2 separate regions of the Mus musculus genome follow, and region 2 is linked to region 1. A link is a contact called in public targeted proximity ligation data. All regions are on one chromosome and are shown on one strand. The core of a region is the stretch at or near the end of the contact, and the rest is flanking DNA. Distances in the headings are between cores, read along the strand shown. Region 1 holds the start of Pcx (pyruvate carboxylase). Region 2 holds the start of Peli3 (pellino 3).

The links.
Region 2: a contact with region 1 is called in a targeted proximity ligation map of astrocytes, with 3 times the contacts expected there. A contact is called at or near these places in 2 of 39 promoter capture datasets (the C10 cell line and hippocampal neurons), 3 of 130 datasets of targeted methods (astrocytes, pancreatic cancer cells and stem cell-derived neural progenitor cells) and 1 of 9 other capture datasets (liver).

The regions. Positions count from the first base shown.
Region 1 is chr19:4,589,283-4,596,977 of GRCm38.p6, reverse strand. Pcx (pyruvate carboxylase) reads right to left here and starts at 2,659. Exons shown (of 20, transcript NM_008797.3): 1 at 2,536-2,659.
Region 2 is chr19:4,939,180-4,946,874 of GRCm38.p6, reverse strand. Peli3 (pellino 3) reads left to right here and starts at 3,783. Exons shown (of 7, transcript NM_172835.3): 1 at 3,783-3,937; 2 at 4,963-5,115. The coding sequence starts at 4,964.

The DNA of each region.
Region 1 (7,695 bases), core at 1,410-3,909:
AAGTTTCTTCTGGAACCAGGCTGACAGCTGGTGAGATCACGCCAGTGAAGTGCCTCATTGCCACAGATTGGTGCAGTGTGTTTCTTTCCTCCCTTATGCATCTATATATCCCAGGTACAGAAGTCTGTATGTTTTATCCAATGGGAACATTTATTTTCTAAGATAAGAACTTTACTTATTTTTTATTGCTGTACTGGAAATAAGAAGCTGTAAAAACATGGAACAAAGCAAAGCAGCACAGCCACCACTAATGGTTAAAGTGGCGCCTCTGTGTGTGGGTGTGTGGGGGGGACACAAGGGCTACAAACACAATGGTCATCAGTGGCCTGATCACAGTCAGCATCTGCCATCTGGAACTTATGCATCAATGACTGGGTCCTGATTACCACTTAACCATCAGTACCGGTGAGAAGCCATCAGCAATTGGCTTAAGTCTCTATAGACACACAGTTTATAAACGTAAGCCTAAAGCCCAGACCTTAGGCCCTGTTGAAGGAGATCCCCACTTCACCATCCTTTAACACTCTCTCCTTCCGTTTAGTTTTCTTTGACTGGGAAGTATTTTTTTTTCTTCATTATTAGTTTTCTTCAATTTTAATTTGTCAAAATTCTCCACTTCAGACAAGTCTGGCTTATCATTCACTCATATTGACTGCCTGCTCCAAGATATGTTCCAGGACAACAGGTTAAACTGCTGCTGGCTCAGGACCAGGCTGGGGGCACATTTAGAAAAGAAAATGGGCTGTCGAGATAACTCAGCTGGTAAAAGTGCTTGTTGCCAAATTTGATGACCTGAGTTTAATCCCAGAACCCACATGGTGGGAAGAGAGAACCTCAACAAACACAATGTGGTACTCATGTCCACTCCTCACCAAAAATAAATAAATGTAAAATACACTTGTAATACCAGTTCTTGGTAGGCTGAGGCAGGAGATCAATCTTAAGTGCAAGGCTGAACTACATAGAAGATTGTTTCTTGATAATCACTCGCCACCACTTGAGCACTTGACTCTCATCCTTTGAGTAAACAGGTGAGTTTGCTGCCCTGCCCCTCTCTCATCACACAGGCTCCCCATTCCCCTCTCGAGATAAGGAGTCTTCCTTGGATTGGCATCAGGTGAGTTCCTGGAAGGCTAACCCCACAGAATGTGTGTGTGTGTGTGTGTGTGTGTGTGAGAGAGAGAGAGAGAGAGAGAGAGAGAGAGAGAGAGAGAGAGAGACTTGATGTGATTCCCCATAAATGATCTTGGTGGCCCAGTGACTCCTTGGCAATCCCAATCCACAAAGAACCTGGGGCCAAGAACACTGTGAAGAGAAAGAAGCCCCTCTCAGCCCTCATATCCCTGAAAAGGGCAGCAAAAGCAGACCTGAAGGTAAGTCCTGAGAGACCAGCTACTGGAGAGCAGAAGCCAGGGCTGGCAGCAAACCTGCACAAAATTACAGGCAGAAAATGGCAAGGCCCTTTTGGATGGAGTCAGAGCAGAGGCAAGTGGGAGCAGCCACCACCACTAGAGCTGGTGGGGCCAGGAGGCCCAATGTTAGCCTGCACTATGCCTGCCTGCCTGCCTAGGCCTAGCTCTCTTTTTTTCCTAGTACTGTGGTTTGGCAGCTCTGAAGCCCAGTTTCCTCATCTGTAAATTCAGGTGCCACTTCTAGCCCAGATAGATCATTCCCGGACCAACTGAGACAGAGACCTGAAAGTACTAAATCTTGGTAATGAATGCCAGCTGTTGTCACTCTTTCTCACTGTCTTTTCTCCTCCCACATGAATGGAGGGATATAGAAGAAATATTCCCAATCTCCCCAAAGCCCTATACAGATCACACCAGCATCCCTATACATATACATATACATATACATATACATATACATATACATACACATACACATACACATACACATACACATACATATACATACATACATGTTCACACATGCATGTATATACACCAAGGTCCTCTTGCTAACTGCCCCAAGGCCCTCCATCAAAGCCTTTCTCTGTATAGAGGTAGCATGAAGTCTGCTATATACCAATCCCTCCAAGGTTTTCTGAGTAGGATATTGATATGAGTCATACCAACACATACACACAAAAAGAGACAGACACAGAGAGAGAGAGAGAGACAGACAGACAGAGAGAGACAGACAGACAGACAGACAGACTAGTCCTCTAGCACAGAGCATGCTTTCATCACATGTAAAAACCTAGCCTAGCAGTTGATTAAGATTTATAGGGCCATACCTGCTCTGGAACAATTACCTTGTACCAGCCACCAACACACATACACAGAGAGAGAGAGACAAGAGACAGAGACAGAGAGACAGAGGCACACAGAAAGAGACAGAGAAGGAGACACACACTGTCGCACACATACAGAGCGAGTGAGAGAGAGAGAGAGAGAGAGAGAGAGAGAGAGAGAGAGACTAGTCCTCTAGCAATCCCAATTGAAAGCTAGCATGCTTTCATCACATGTAAAACCCTAGCCTAGCAGTTGATTCAGATTTATAGAGCCATACCTGCTCTGGAACAATTACCTTGTACCAGCCAAGCACCTAGGTGTGCTGCACACAGAGGACGTGATAGAGGATCCACAGGCAGTAACTGCTCCACCCGAGGTCATTGGCCCCAGAATACAAAGTTCTCCAGCACTAGACTGCTGGAGGCCTGGGCTGTAGCCAAGGCTGAAATCAGGGGAAGGGGCGCCGCCTCCTGAGGCCATCATGGGCCACTGGCTGCCTAGGAGGGCCGGGCCAGAGAGGCGGGGCAGTGGGTCATGCAGAAAGTAGATGAGCAGTGGCCTAGAGCCTGTTCCCTGGGCCCTCAGGAATACACAGAATTACAAGACAATACCTGCTAGAAAGCAGCTGCAGACTTTTGTGGTGGATTTTGGACATACTGCCACTTGAAGTTCAAGGCATAAAAATGTCACTCAGAAAGTAGAATGGTACCTAGACAGGCTGCTTGGTAGGGACTGTGCCAGGCATGATGGAGGGCAAGGGTCACATTAGCCTGAAGGCTGGTTCACTACTACAGTCACAGGAGGCCTGTGCTGCAACCAGCCTCTCCCCTAATTCAATGCACTGCCAGACACAAGACAAGGCCGTCACAGACAAGAGAACATACCACCTTGTTCCTAAGCATCTCCATAGCTGATCTAGCCTTTCCCTCACTGAATGAATCCCACTGCCCTCACAGGCCTACACTCAGGAACTTTTAAAATCATGATCAGCCAGAGAGATCCAGCCGCAGGACAGCTGTGGACCCACTGGGTCCCCTTAGGGCCCCACAGATGTTGTGACAGCCAACGGAGTGTTGAGTTCCAGGGTCTGAGATAACTCCAGTGATAAGGTTGACCAAGTTGCACCTGAGTCTCAGCAAATTCTCAAAGCTGAAGGGACAGAACCGTCTGCACAGCTCAGGGGGTATCATAGAGCTTGGGGGCCAGGTGAGAGAGCTCAGGGGTATCATAGAGCCTGGGGGTCAGGTGAGAGAGCTCAGGGGTATCATAGAGCCTGGGGGTCAGGTGAGAGAGCTCAGGGGTATCATAGAGCCTGGGGGTCAGGTGAGAGAGCTCAGGGGTATCATAGAGCTTGGGGGCCAGGTGAGAGAGCTCAGGGGTATCATAGAGCCTGGGGGTCAGGTGAGAGAGCTCAGGGGTATCATAGAGCCTGGGGGTCAGGTGAGAGAGCTCAGGGGTATCATAGAGCTTGGGGGCCAGGTGAGAGAGCTCAGGGGTATCATAGAGCTTGGGGGTCAGGTGAGAGAGCTCAGGGGTATCATAGAGCCTGGGGGTCAGGTGAGAGAGCTCAGGGGTATCATAGAGCCTGGGGGTCAGGTGAGAGAGAAGCAGAGCACCTAGGGTGGTAGGAAGACCTTGGGTGGGCACTGAATAGTGTGGTACCCTCCAAGCCCCCCAGAATTCCTCGTTTGGGTACTAAAGGGGACCCAACCTGTCCTGGCATCCTAATCTAATGTGACCATCCTCTTTCCTCACAACAGTGCCTCTTGGGAAGGTGTTTCCAATTACAGCCCTTCAGGCTGGCACTATTCCAGATGTCTCCTGTCATCCTCATCCCAAAAGATAGCATGGCTAGAGAGAGTAGTGGGAATGGGGGGCAGGCTTTCACTTAGACCACACAGTACCCTATTAGGGGAGTACTTGGTTGGATGGTTACCATGAAGTCCTCGTAGTTGACAATGGTTCAGACTCCAATTTAAATCCTCTGAGGGAAAGCCCTCCTACTTGGTGACATCAATAGTGGAGACCTGAAGTTTGCATTAAGCCTGAAGCTTCCAGAAAGTTCCTTTCCTTCTACATGGGAAAAGCACTCTGATTCTGCAGGCACAGCAACTGGTCCAGAGCACATGCCTCAGGGGATACCATACTGTCTTCCTTGGAGTGACACACAAGTAGAACTCCTTTCCTGCCCACAGAGATGGGGGAGATGGCAAAAGAACAAGCAACCCACTGTTCCCCAAGATCCTTCATCCCATGTTCCTCTTCAGAACACCAGCAACCTGAAGAGGCCTGTTTGCTATTTTCTGCAAATGCTGGCTAACAGATCTCATTCTTGTCTCGGGTTGTGCATTAAAAACAGGGAAATTCCAGGAGCTTGAAAGAACCCAGATGTCCTTCAACAGAGGAATGGATACAGAAAATGTGGTACATTTACACAACAGAGTACTATTCAGATTCATGAAATTCTTAGGCAAATGAATAGAACTAGAAAATATCATCCTGAATGAGGTAATCCAATTGCAAAAGAACATACATGGTATGCACTCACTGATAAGTGGATATTAGCCCCAAAACTCCAAATAACCAGGATACAATTCACAGACCACATTAAGCTCAATAAGAAGGAAGACCAAAGTGTGGGTGCTTTGGTCCTTCTTAGAAGGAGAACAAAATACTCACAGAAACAAATATGGAGATAAAGTGTTGAGCAGAGACTGAAGGAAAAGCCACCCAGAGACTGTCCCACCTGGGGATTCATCCCATATACAGTTACCAAACCCAGACACTATTGTGGATGCCAAGAAGTACATGGTGAAAAGAGCCTAAAATGGCTGTCTCCTGAGAGGCCCTGCCAGAGCCTTACAAATACTGAGGCAGATGTTCACAGCCAACCATTGGACTGAGCGTGTGGTCCCCAATAGAGAAGTTACAGAAAGGACTGAAGGAGTTGAAGGGGTTTGCAACTCCACTGGAAGAGCAATACCTACCAGCCAGACCTTCCAGAACTCCCAGGAACTAAGCCATCAACAAAGGAGTACACATGGCTCTAGCTGCATATGTAGCAGAGGATGGCCTTGTCATACATCAATGGGAGAAGAAGTCCTTGGTCCCATGATAGATGCCCCAGTGTAGGGGAACTGAGGGTGGGGAGGTGGGAGTGGGTGTGTGGGTGGAGGAGCACCCTCACAGAAGCAGGGGGAGGAGGATGTGATAGAGTGTTCCTGAGAGGGAGGGAAACCAGGAAAGGGGATAACATTTGAAATGTAAATAAAGAAAATATCCAATAAAAAAGAAAATTATAACATTATATCGAAATAAAATAAAATAAATTGGAGGATTATAAAACAAACAAACAAACAAACGGGAGAATAGACTGCTGTGACTGCCACTGAGGACGTGTAAATAACTCCTCTCCAGCCACAGTGAATGAGCCACAGTGAAGCGATGGGCGTCTAGCACACCTGTTTCTACCTTGTTACTCAAGGCAGCTCTTGGGAAACTTTTCACCTCATCCTGCTCCAGTTTTCTCCAACACTGGATCTATGAACTCAGCATTCCTCCTTCCAGACAGAAAACCATAGAGCTGAAATGGTGCCTACAACAAAATGCCAAATGAGGCAGGGCAAAGGTCCTAACATCACAGGCGTGAGGTCTGTCGCACTGCCCATGTGGGTTCTACAGTGAGGGGTGGGGGAGGCAAGCTCCCAGTGTCAGCAGGTCACTCTACAGGGTCCTCTCCCAAGCTCCCAGTGTCAGCAGATCACTCTACAGGGTCCTCTCCCAAGCTCCCAGTGTCAGCAGATCACTCTACAGGGTCCTCTCCCAAGCTCCCAGTGTCAGCAGGTCACTCTACAGGGTCCTCTCCTTCAGAGGCGCTTTTACAGTTGCTTTAGGATGAACTGACAGCAGCCAAATATGAGCACAATATCCATGCTTCCCTCAGAGTGGGAGCTCTGAACTAATAGGCATTAAGTCCCCACTGTGGAACTGAGCTGTGACTTTCATCAGAAACATAGTGTGACAGGTATTTAAACACTGAAAATACCCAAAATAGAAAACCTACAATTAAAAAACAACAAAAACAAACCTCCTGACCTCCATCAACTCAGGGTCTCCCTCAACACCCTGCACTGAACAGCAGACAGCAACAGTGCCAGTGGTCACATGTTCCAGATATGTCAGAGAAGTTTCAATTTTCCCAATAAATCATCAAATGTCCCTAGAAATTCTGCTTCTTCAGACCTGAACTATATCTTGCAGGCTGCCTCCTGTAACCAGAAGCAGCCAGCATAGAATTCCATGGTCAGGCCTGTTTGAGCCCAGATACTATGGCTACTATACTGCTGAAGAAATGTGCTCCCTGATAGAGCAGCCTGGCTGGGGAACAGGGCAGGAAGCCCTGTAAGTGCCGCAGTCAAGTGGCAGGCCCTAGAATGTTCCTTCTAGAACATGCGCGGCTTTGATCTTAACTATAGCTGCTTTTACAGAGTAGGTAGTAGAGGGATCACAAGGCAACATCCTGCCTCAGGCACTGGTAGCCAGCTGTCTCAAGTCAACTACCTGTGCTGACTCAAGTGTTCTGGAAAGCAGCCAGCTGTGCAGTAAGAAGGAAGAACAACTCAGAAATAGGCCCTAGTATCTACCAAACTAACCAACAAAACCTATTTCCCTCTTCCTAGCACCTGGCCTTCCCATGCTCCATTCCCACTACCCAGAAATCTCAGCCTCAGTCTGTCCTCTCCCTGGTGCTTTGGTATCAGCTACTGTAGCCTAATGACATGTCCTTTCATCTGTCCCTTTTGGCCGACAGATCCTGGGGCCCCTGTGGTCGTGTTTAGTTTACCATGAAACATCCTAGAGAGAGCAGTACATCCACCAGAGGACGGTGGCCAGGGAGGAACGCTCGGCCGAGATAGGGAGGAACGCTCGGCCAAGATTTTCTGGTTCACCCAGCCTGCAATTGCCTGCAGTGGCCCAGGATGACTGGTGTGAGGGAGGCTGGGAAGAAGGAAACAGGCTTTGTTGGTTAGTTGGATGTAGGGGTGTCACAAGGTAACAAGAGAGGACAAGAGAAGACCACAACAGGGACCCCCAGCCTGAATGTACAGCTTCAGCAAAACACTAGAACATTATGGCAGCTTGAGCTCCAAGGGCTCTACGTGGCCCTGGGTGGAGCTGGACCACTTATAATCATCAATGGCTGTATATGGTCCCACAGTGCTCAGCAAGCCTCCATTCAAATGCTACAGGAAGGGGAAGCCTGAGTATCTGCTGCTGCTACATAGAGCTTCTATGTGTGCAAAGAGACTCAGAGATAGGAGGCAAGAGGGTAGGTATCTCAATAGCCTGGAGAATAGTAGGAAGAGGATAAGGGACAGGTCACAGGGACTGCTGATATGGAGATGGCTGCTTTGTCCCTATGCCAGGCCAACAGTGCCCTCTGGTGCAAGAAGCC
Region 2 (7,695 bases), core at 2,534-5,033, 350 kb before region 1:
CCTCCCTTTTTGGTTTTTGCCTTTATAAGCCTGTAAGAAGTTTGGGCTGGGGTCGAACTCCCCTGCCCCCTGCGCGGTGCATGAGTTTCGACCCCAGCATGCTGGCTTGAGCACTCTTTTGTCGTTTGTGTATGTGTGTGCCATTAAAAGCCTCGTGTTGTTACAATGAGTAAGGTCTGAGTGTCCCACTGGGTGCGCGCCGCGCCGCTCCGATCGGGATCTTTCATCCACAGAGATACTTGCATTTTGCTGTTCTGCTTGTCAAATCCAGGTACCCTGGGCCTTCTTCTCGGCTGTGAGTCTCTTATGGACCCCCTTCTGAAGCATATAATTACCAAGGCTCTCCATATCACCAATACCTTGATTAGCTGTGGTGGCCACAGCACAAAGTAGATACACTGCTGTCACCCTGACCCTGTGGATGCTTGATGGCGTGATAGCAGGTAAGGCCAGATTGCCTCTGCTTTGTCTCCCCAGATCCATGTGAGGAGCCTGTCTGACCTCTGACCTCCAGCATAGGCTTAAGACAACAGTTTTCCCTTGTCTCTCCCAAATGCCCAGCTAGGAGTTTGCTGCTGTGGCTTTTTGTTAGTTTGATTTCTTTATTTTTTTCAAGAAGATTTATTTTATTTTACGTGTCTGTGTGTGTGCATATGCCCACATACATGCAAGTGCCCACAGAGGCCTTAACAGGGTGTCAGATCTCCTGGCGCTGGAGATAGCAGCAGTGGTGAGCTGCCTGATGTTGGTGCTGGGAGCTAGACTGCTAAGCCATCTCTCCGGACCGTTTTGTCTTGAGACAGCATCTTGTTTGTAACCCTGGAACTGGCTGGCCTGGAACTCACTGTGTAGACCACAGTGGCTTTGAATGGACAGAAATCCACTTGCTGATACCTCTTGAACGCTGGAATAAAACTGGTGGTGTGGGAGCCCTTCTGCTTCCCACCTGGACTGGGCCAGCATCAGGTATATCCGGAAACTGTAACCCAGAAAAAACCGTTGAGTCTTGGCAAACTCTTAATCCTTTACTGTTGGGTGGTAACAATGGGAGTTTCAATTGTTGGCTCTGTACTTGTGAAACCTGAAGCAAGCATCCCTCCCTCTCTGGGACCCATTTCCTCGATGTAAACTGAATAATAATAAGTCTCTGGCGGATGGTGTTGGGTTACAGAAGGGGGACTGCCTCTATAGTACAGGCCTTCAGAGTAGAAACCATCCTCCAGTGAGGGATTTGTGTGGCCTTCTGAGTGGCATCGAGGAAGTTCCTTTATGACCAACGAGTGAGTTTCTTTGGCTCAAAACAGTTGGCAAAGCAGTTGGTGTTTTTCATGGTCTTAGGCAGGGAGTTAGTGGAATGGATGTGGGGCTTAGAGAGTCTGGGAGTTTGGGGGTGAGATTGCATTTGCTCCCTTTTAGGAACAAGTGAGTCAACTTCCACTCATCCTCTGTGGCAGGAGTCACAGGCCATGTTCTCTGCGCATAGGTCCTTGATTTCCTCGGAAAACACATTTCAAACTCTGGGGCTAGGGCAGAGGTGTAGTTTGGTTGGTAAAGTGCTAGCCTAGCACCTGTGAATCACTGTGTTTGATCCCAGGCACTGAATAAACTAGGTGTGGTGCCTCACACCTGTAATCCCGGCACGGGAAAAATGAAAAGCGGAGGCAGGAGACTCAGAAGGTTGTCCTCTGAGTTCAAGGGTAGCCTGAACTGCCTCAGAACAAATGAGCAATTCAGGGGTTAACTGGCCATTGGGATATCGTTCCAGACCAGGAGGTACTAAGCAGAAGAGACCACAACTGAGTCTCTCTCTCTCTCTCTCTCTCTCTCTCTCTTTTTATTAGATATTTTCTTTATTTACATTTCAAATGTTATCCCCTTTCCTAGTTTCCCTCCCGAAAATCCCCTATCCCTTCCTCCCACCCCCTGCTCACTAACCCACCCACTCCCACTCCCTGGACCAAGCATTCCCCTATACTGGGACAGGACCAAGGGCCTCTCCTCCCATTGATGACCGACTAGGCCATCCTCTGCTACATATGCAGCTAGAGCCATGAGTCTCTCCGTGTGTTTTCTTTGATTGGTGGTTTAGTCTCAGGGAGCTCTGAGGTTACCAGTTAGTTCATATTGTTGTTCCTCCTATAGGGCTGCAAACCCTTTCAGCTCCTTGGGTACCTCATCTAGCTCCTTCATTGGGGACCCTGTGCTCTGTCTAATGGATGACTGTGAGCATCTACTTCTGTATTAGCCAGGCACTGGCAGAACCTCTCAGGAAACAGCTATATATCAGACTCCTATCAGCAAGCTCTTCTTGGCATCTGCAATAGTGTCTGGGTTTGGTAGTTGCACAACTGAGTCCATCTCTAGTTCATGGCAGCTTTCAAAGTCAGGAGTTCATCAGGTTTGGCGGCCCTTGCTTTTAACTCCAGCTTTTTGGAGGCTAGTCTGATGATGTACATGGTGAGCTCCAGGCCATTCAGGGGTATACAGTGAGACTCTCAAAACTAACAAACAAGCAAACAAAGTAAGGGGACTAGAGATGGCTCAGTGGCTAAGTGCAATGGCTGCTTGCTCTTTCAGAGAGCCTGGGTTTTTATTATTATTATTATTATTATTATTATTATTATTATTATTAGACAGGGTTTCTCTGTATAGTCCTGGCTGTCCTGTAACTCACTCTGTAGACCAGGCTGGCCTTGAACTCAGAAATCCGCCTGCCTCTGCCTCCCAAGTGCTGGGATTAAAGGCTTGCGCCACCACTGCCCAGCTCTGGGTTTGATACTTAGCACTGGCATGGTGGCTCACAACTGTTTGTAACTCCAGTCCCAGAGAATTCGAGTTTCTGGCCTCTGTTGGCACCAGGTAGGCATACAAGTGGTGCACAACCATACACGGAAGCAAAATACTCATATACATGAAAATAGATTTAATATAAAAAAAATAATGAGTCGTTCAAGGGCTGGAGATGTTGGTAAGTGGTAAAGTGTTTATCAAGGTGTATGAAGCCATGGGCCAGATCCTCTCTTGGTTCCTTTGTAGCAAGCCATTTCTGTAAATCTGTTTTGTGGCATCGGGGACAGGGGTGACAGGCCACAATTATCGTACCCGCCTTCCAAGGATTACAGGACTTAATTTGCCCAAATTCAACCCAGAGAGCCTGGTACTGACAGAAGAAAGCCTGTGGCCCTGAGGGACCGAGCACCCCAAAGTGGGCTTTCCTTTGAGGCTTTGCAAAGGATAGAAGCATGCTGTTGGGAGGGGAGGTCAGTGATTCATGTCTCTGGACACCAAGGAGGCCAGAGCTCACTGATTGTTGCACAGAGAGAAAGTGGTCGCGCTGAACTGAAAGACAGATCTGCACTCGAGACAACCGCAGTGGCTTTCCTCAGCCTCCACGGGTGATGCACCTTCCTCCGCCTCTTCTAGTAGTTTCCTTCCCTCTGTTTGCTCTGGGCTTCTCTGTAATTCCGAGATTTCCCCATAAAGGAGGCGGGGTCTTGGAGCAGCGGGTGGGCAGTCGCTAGTCTTAGGTTGGGAAAAGGAGCCTCTAGATTACTGTGTGAAAGGAGGCTCCGGTCTCGGGGAGAACCTAGAAGACCCCAGAATGAGGGTGAGGTGTCCGGAGCCTGGAATAAGAGAGGGGTCTTGTAGACAACCTCTTTGGCTTCCCAGACTACAGCCAGGCTTAAGCCGCAGGAGGCGGAGCCTCGGGGTAAGGTGGGGCCTCTAGGGGCGGAGCCGGGGCGGGGCGTGGGGCAAGGGGTGGGGCGTGGAGGTTTGTGTGCACATCCCTCCCTCCTCCGGGCCTCGGGTGTCCCCGTGACGAGGCTGCACCGAGCAGCCGCGGGCCGGGCCCATCCCGCCGCGGCAGTCCCGGGGCGCAGTAGAGGTGAGGCGGGTGGGGGCCAGCAGCACACAGAGAGCCCCAGAACGCCGCCAGGTGAGGCTGGCGAGGTGGGGGGCGGGGGGCTGTGTTGGGCGTGCGTTGGGGGCGTGTTTGAGTATCTGGGGGTGGCGGGGTTAAGAGAGCGGGTCTGAGGGCTGGCGCCTGTGGCTGTTAGCGCGGAGGCGCGTCTCTGCCGTAGGAGTTCTTGGGTATGCTGTGCCAGTCTAGGCACTGCCCGCGGGACTGACAGCGTGCGCGCGCGTATTTGTGAGGGGCCGCCTGGTGTGTATCTGCGTATGCTGTCATTGTGCCCTTCCCGAGCACGGGGTGCAGGCCTGCCTCTGCGCAGACCTTCCAACGTTGGGGCTGTTAACAGCCTGCGGGCGACTGACTCTGCTGCAGGAGGTGCCCGACTGGGGAGCGCCGCCCCCACAGGCCTCCAGAGACCTAAGCGGCCTGAGGACCACAGACAGACACCTGAGGGAGGGAGGGATCTGGAGGCCTGCCTGCATTGCCAGGCTAAGATAGGGAGACTGAGTCAGGTGGGTGGTAAGACAAAGGCAGACAGATAGAGGAAGGATAGAAGTAGGGACCGGAGTGGGGCGAGAACAGGCAGAAAAGGACGTGCTGGGAGGACAGAGAGTCATTGAGAACAGACAGACTGACAGAGGCCTAGACCTGCTGCAAAAAGGGCAATAAGATTAGAATGAAGACAGACACCCAAGAACCTGACAGAGAGCTTAACTGAGGTCTTGGGGTTAAGAGCTTAAGCCAGGAATTAAGTCTGAGTCTAGAGGTCTCTTAAGTCCTGGCTGCCCCTCTGCCAAACACATTCCATCCAAAGTTGGTATATTGCTCTAACCGACCAAACACTCTGACTCTGATTTTGCCATTTGTTTCTTGGTCTTGTCTCACCAGTCTCCCTCCTTGGTATCCCAGCAACCTCACCATTTGGGGGAAAGGAAGTAGTTATAATAACAAGTGTTGACGGACCATTCTTGCCTTGTGTCTAGCCAGAGCCTGAGAGGAGCTGGGGTGGGAAGTTGCAAGGTTCTTTTCTCTTCTCCCACTGTGCTCAGAATGGTGCTGGAAGGAAACCCTGACGTGGGATCCCCCCGGACCTCAGACCTCCAGCACCCGGGGAGCCAGGGCTCTTGCATCCTGTCTTGTCCTGGTGAAGAAGCACTGGCAGGCGAGGAGCCCATCAAGTATGGTGAACTCATCGTTCTGGGGTGAGCCTCCCTAGTCCAGGAGTGATGTGCTTGGGTAACTGTCCCTCAGGTCAGCCAAGATAACAGTGTGCACCGGCTGCTCTCCCAGGACTCTCTGCTTCTTGCCACTTTCCCAGAAGAAGAGCAAAAGTGATCAAACCCATTTCTGTTGTTTTGTTTTGGAGACAGGGTTTCTCATAGCCTTGGCCTGGAACTTGATGAGTAGACCAGGGTAGCCTTGAACTCGGAGATCCACCTGTCTCTGCCTCCCAAGTACTGGGATTAGAGGTATACACCACAACCAGCAGCCGGAGGCAATTCTTAAAGCTGCTCACCACAGTTTGTAATCAGCTAAGAAAAAGAATAGCAAAAAAAGAGTCTGTAAAGCACCTACTGTGTGTAAGTGTGGGATAAAGAATTCTGATTCTGCACAAAAGGTTCCAATTCTACTTCAGCAAGTTGTCAAACTTTCCTGTGCTTTTGTGTCCTTTTTTTTTTTTTTTTTTTTTTTTTTTTTTTTTTTTTGGTTTTTCGAGACAGGGTTTCTCTGTATAGCCCTGGCTGTCCACTTTGTAGACCAGGCTGGCCTCGAACTCAGAAATCTGCCTGCCTCCGCCTCCCGAGTGCTGGGATTAAAGGCGTGCACCACCACGCCCGGCTTGTGTCCTCATTTTGAAGACAAGGTTGATTCTAGCCTCCCAAAGCTTACCTGAAAGAAAGAAAGGTGGAAGAGATTTTTGTAAAGTACATAGACTGGTACTCAGCACATACCAAGCATCTGGGAGGCAGGTAGTACGAAGTTGTGGACATTACTTCATCTCAACCCTCACAAAGATGCTGCGAGGAAGGAGGTGAAGTAAATGAGGCTCAGAGAGGGGAAGTGACTGGTCCAAAAGCACACAGCTCATAAGTGGGAGGGTTGGGATTTGAACCCAGATCTTCTTAATTGTAGGTCTAGCACACTACACTAAGCTGCAGCTCCTCCTCGCATTACAGACGAGAAAGTGGAGGTTATTACAGAGAAATCGATGGGGCTTGCTCTGGTCTTTGCCTGCCTGGACACCTGCATCTTCCATGAAACCCTTCCCCCAGACACAGATGTGTCTCCCTCTGCTGATCCGCTGTCAGATCATGGTGAAGATTAACTATGTAGCACTGGCTGTCACTTGGTCACTTTTATGTGCCACCTTGCCTTTTTTCAAATACCCACAATAGCCAACTCATATCAAGACCTTGCTATAAGAGTAGCAAACTCTATCAAGCATTTTAAAGCACTTTATCTTGTTTAGTTCTCAAAATCAATATTCCAAGTAGGTTCTGACAGATGAGTTCCATTTTATAGAGGTTGTGTGATGAGTTGAAGAGTGGATGTGTGCCAGGCTCCTGTGAGCCCTCAGCCTGTATCCTGGCCTGTCTCCCTCTAGGCTTGCCACTGCTGGTACGTGAGAAGTGCTCACAAGGGTAAATGAGATGTTCCTCATGGAGGAGCGTATATCTGAAAAGCAGCTGCTTCACGTCCTGACAGAGGGAAGGGCTGTATTTCTATCTGGGTGAAGGCAGCTCTCTGTCCTAAGAGGAGGAGGGAAGCCACACTGTGCACAGTGCTACGAGGGAACACATGGAAATCACAGAGGCTGGCGTAGTGCACACACCTGACTCCCAGCACTCACGAGGGAGCAACCATGGTTGCCCCCAAAATCAACAAAAAGAAGAGAGAGGGAATAAAGGAGAGAGATGAGAGAAAAGAAAATAGGAGATATAGAGAAGAACCCCACACCTCGAGAGGCAGAATCTCTGGATGGGTCTAGCGAATATGAATTTAAACAAACTCACCAGGAAATTCTAATTGGTCCTATATTTGGCATCTTCTTGTCTCCCTTTTTGAGACAGGGTCTCACAGAGCTCAGGCCGGCTTCCATCACTCTCCCTATGTAGCTGAAGATGACCTTGAGCTCCTGATCTGTATTCCTCCCAAGTTACAGGCATGAGCCAGCAGACTGCAGTCTGTGGTGCTGGGACTGCAGGCATGAGCCAGCAGACTGCAGTCTGTGGTGCTGGGACTGCAGGCATGAGCCAGCAGACTGCAGTCTGTGGTGCTGGGACTGCAGGCATGAGCCAGCAGACTGCAGTCTGTGGTGCTGGGACTGCAGGCATGAGCCAGCAGACTGCAGTCTGTGGTGCTGGGACTGCAGGCATGAGCCAGCAGACTGCAGTCTGTGGTGCTGGGACTGCAGGCATGAGCCAGCAGACTGCAGTCTGTGGTGCTGGGACTGCAGGCATGAGCCAGCAGACTGCAGTCTGTGGTGCTGGGACTGCAGGCATGAGCCAGCAGACTGCAGTCTGTGGTGCTGGGACTGCAGGCATGAGCCAGCAGACTGCAGTCTGTGGTGCTGGGACTGCAGGCATGAGCCAGCAGACTGCAGTCTGTGGTGCTGGGACTGCAGGCATGAGCCAGCAGACTGCAGTCTGTGGTGCTGGGATTACAGGCATGAGCCAGCAGACTTCGGTCTGTGGTGCTGGGATTGGAACGCAGGGTGTTGCTCATGCTAGGCCAGTACTCTACCCACCGAGCTCCACCCCCAGCCCTAGGTTCAGCCACTT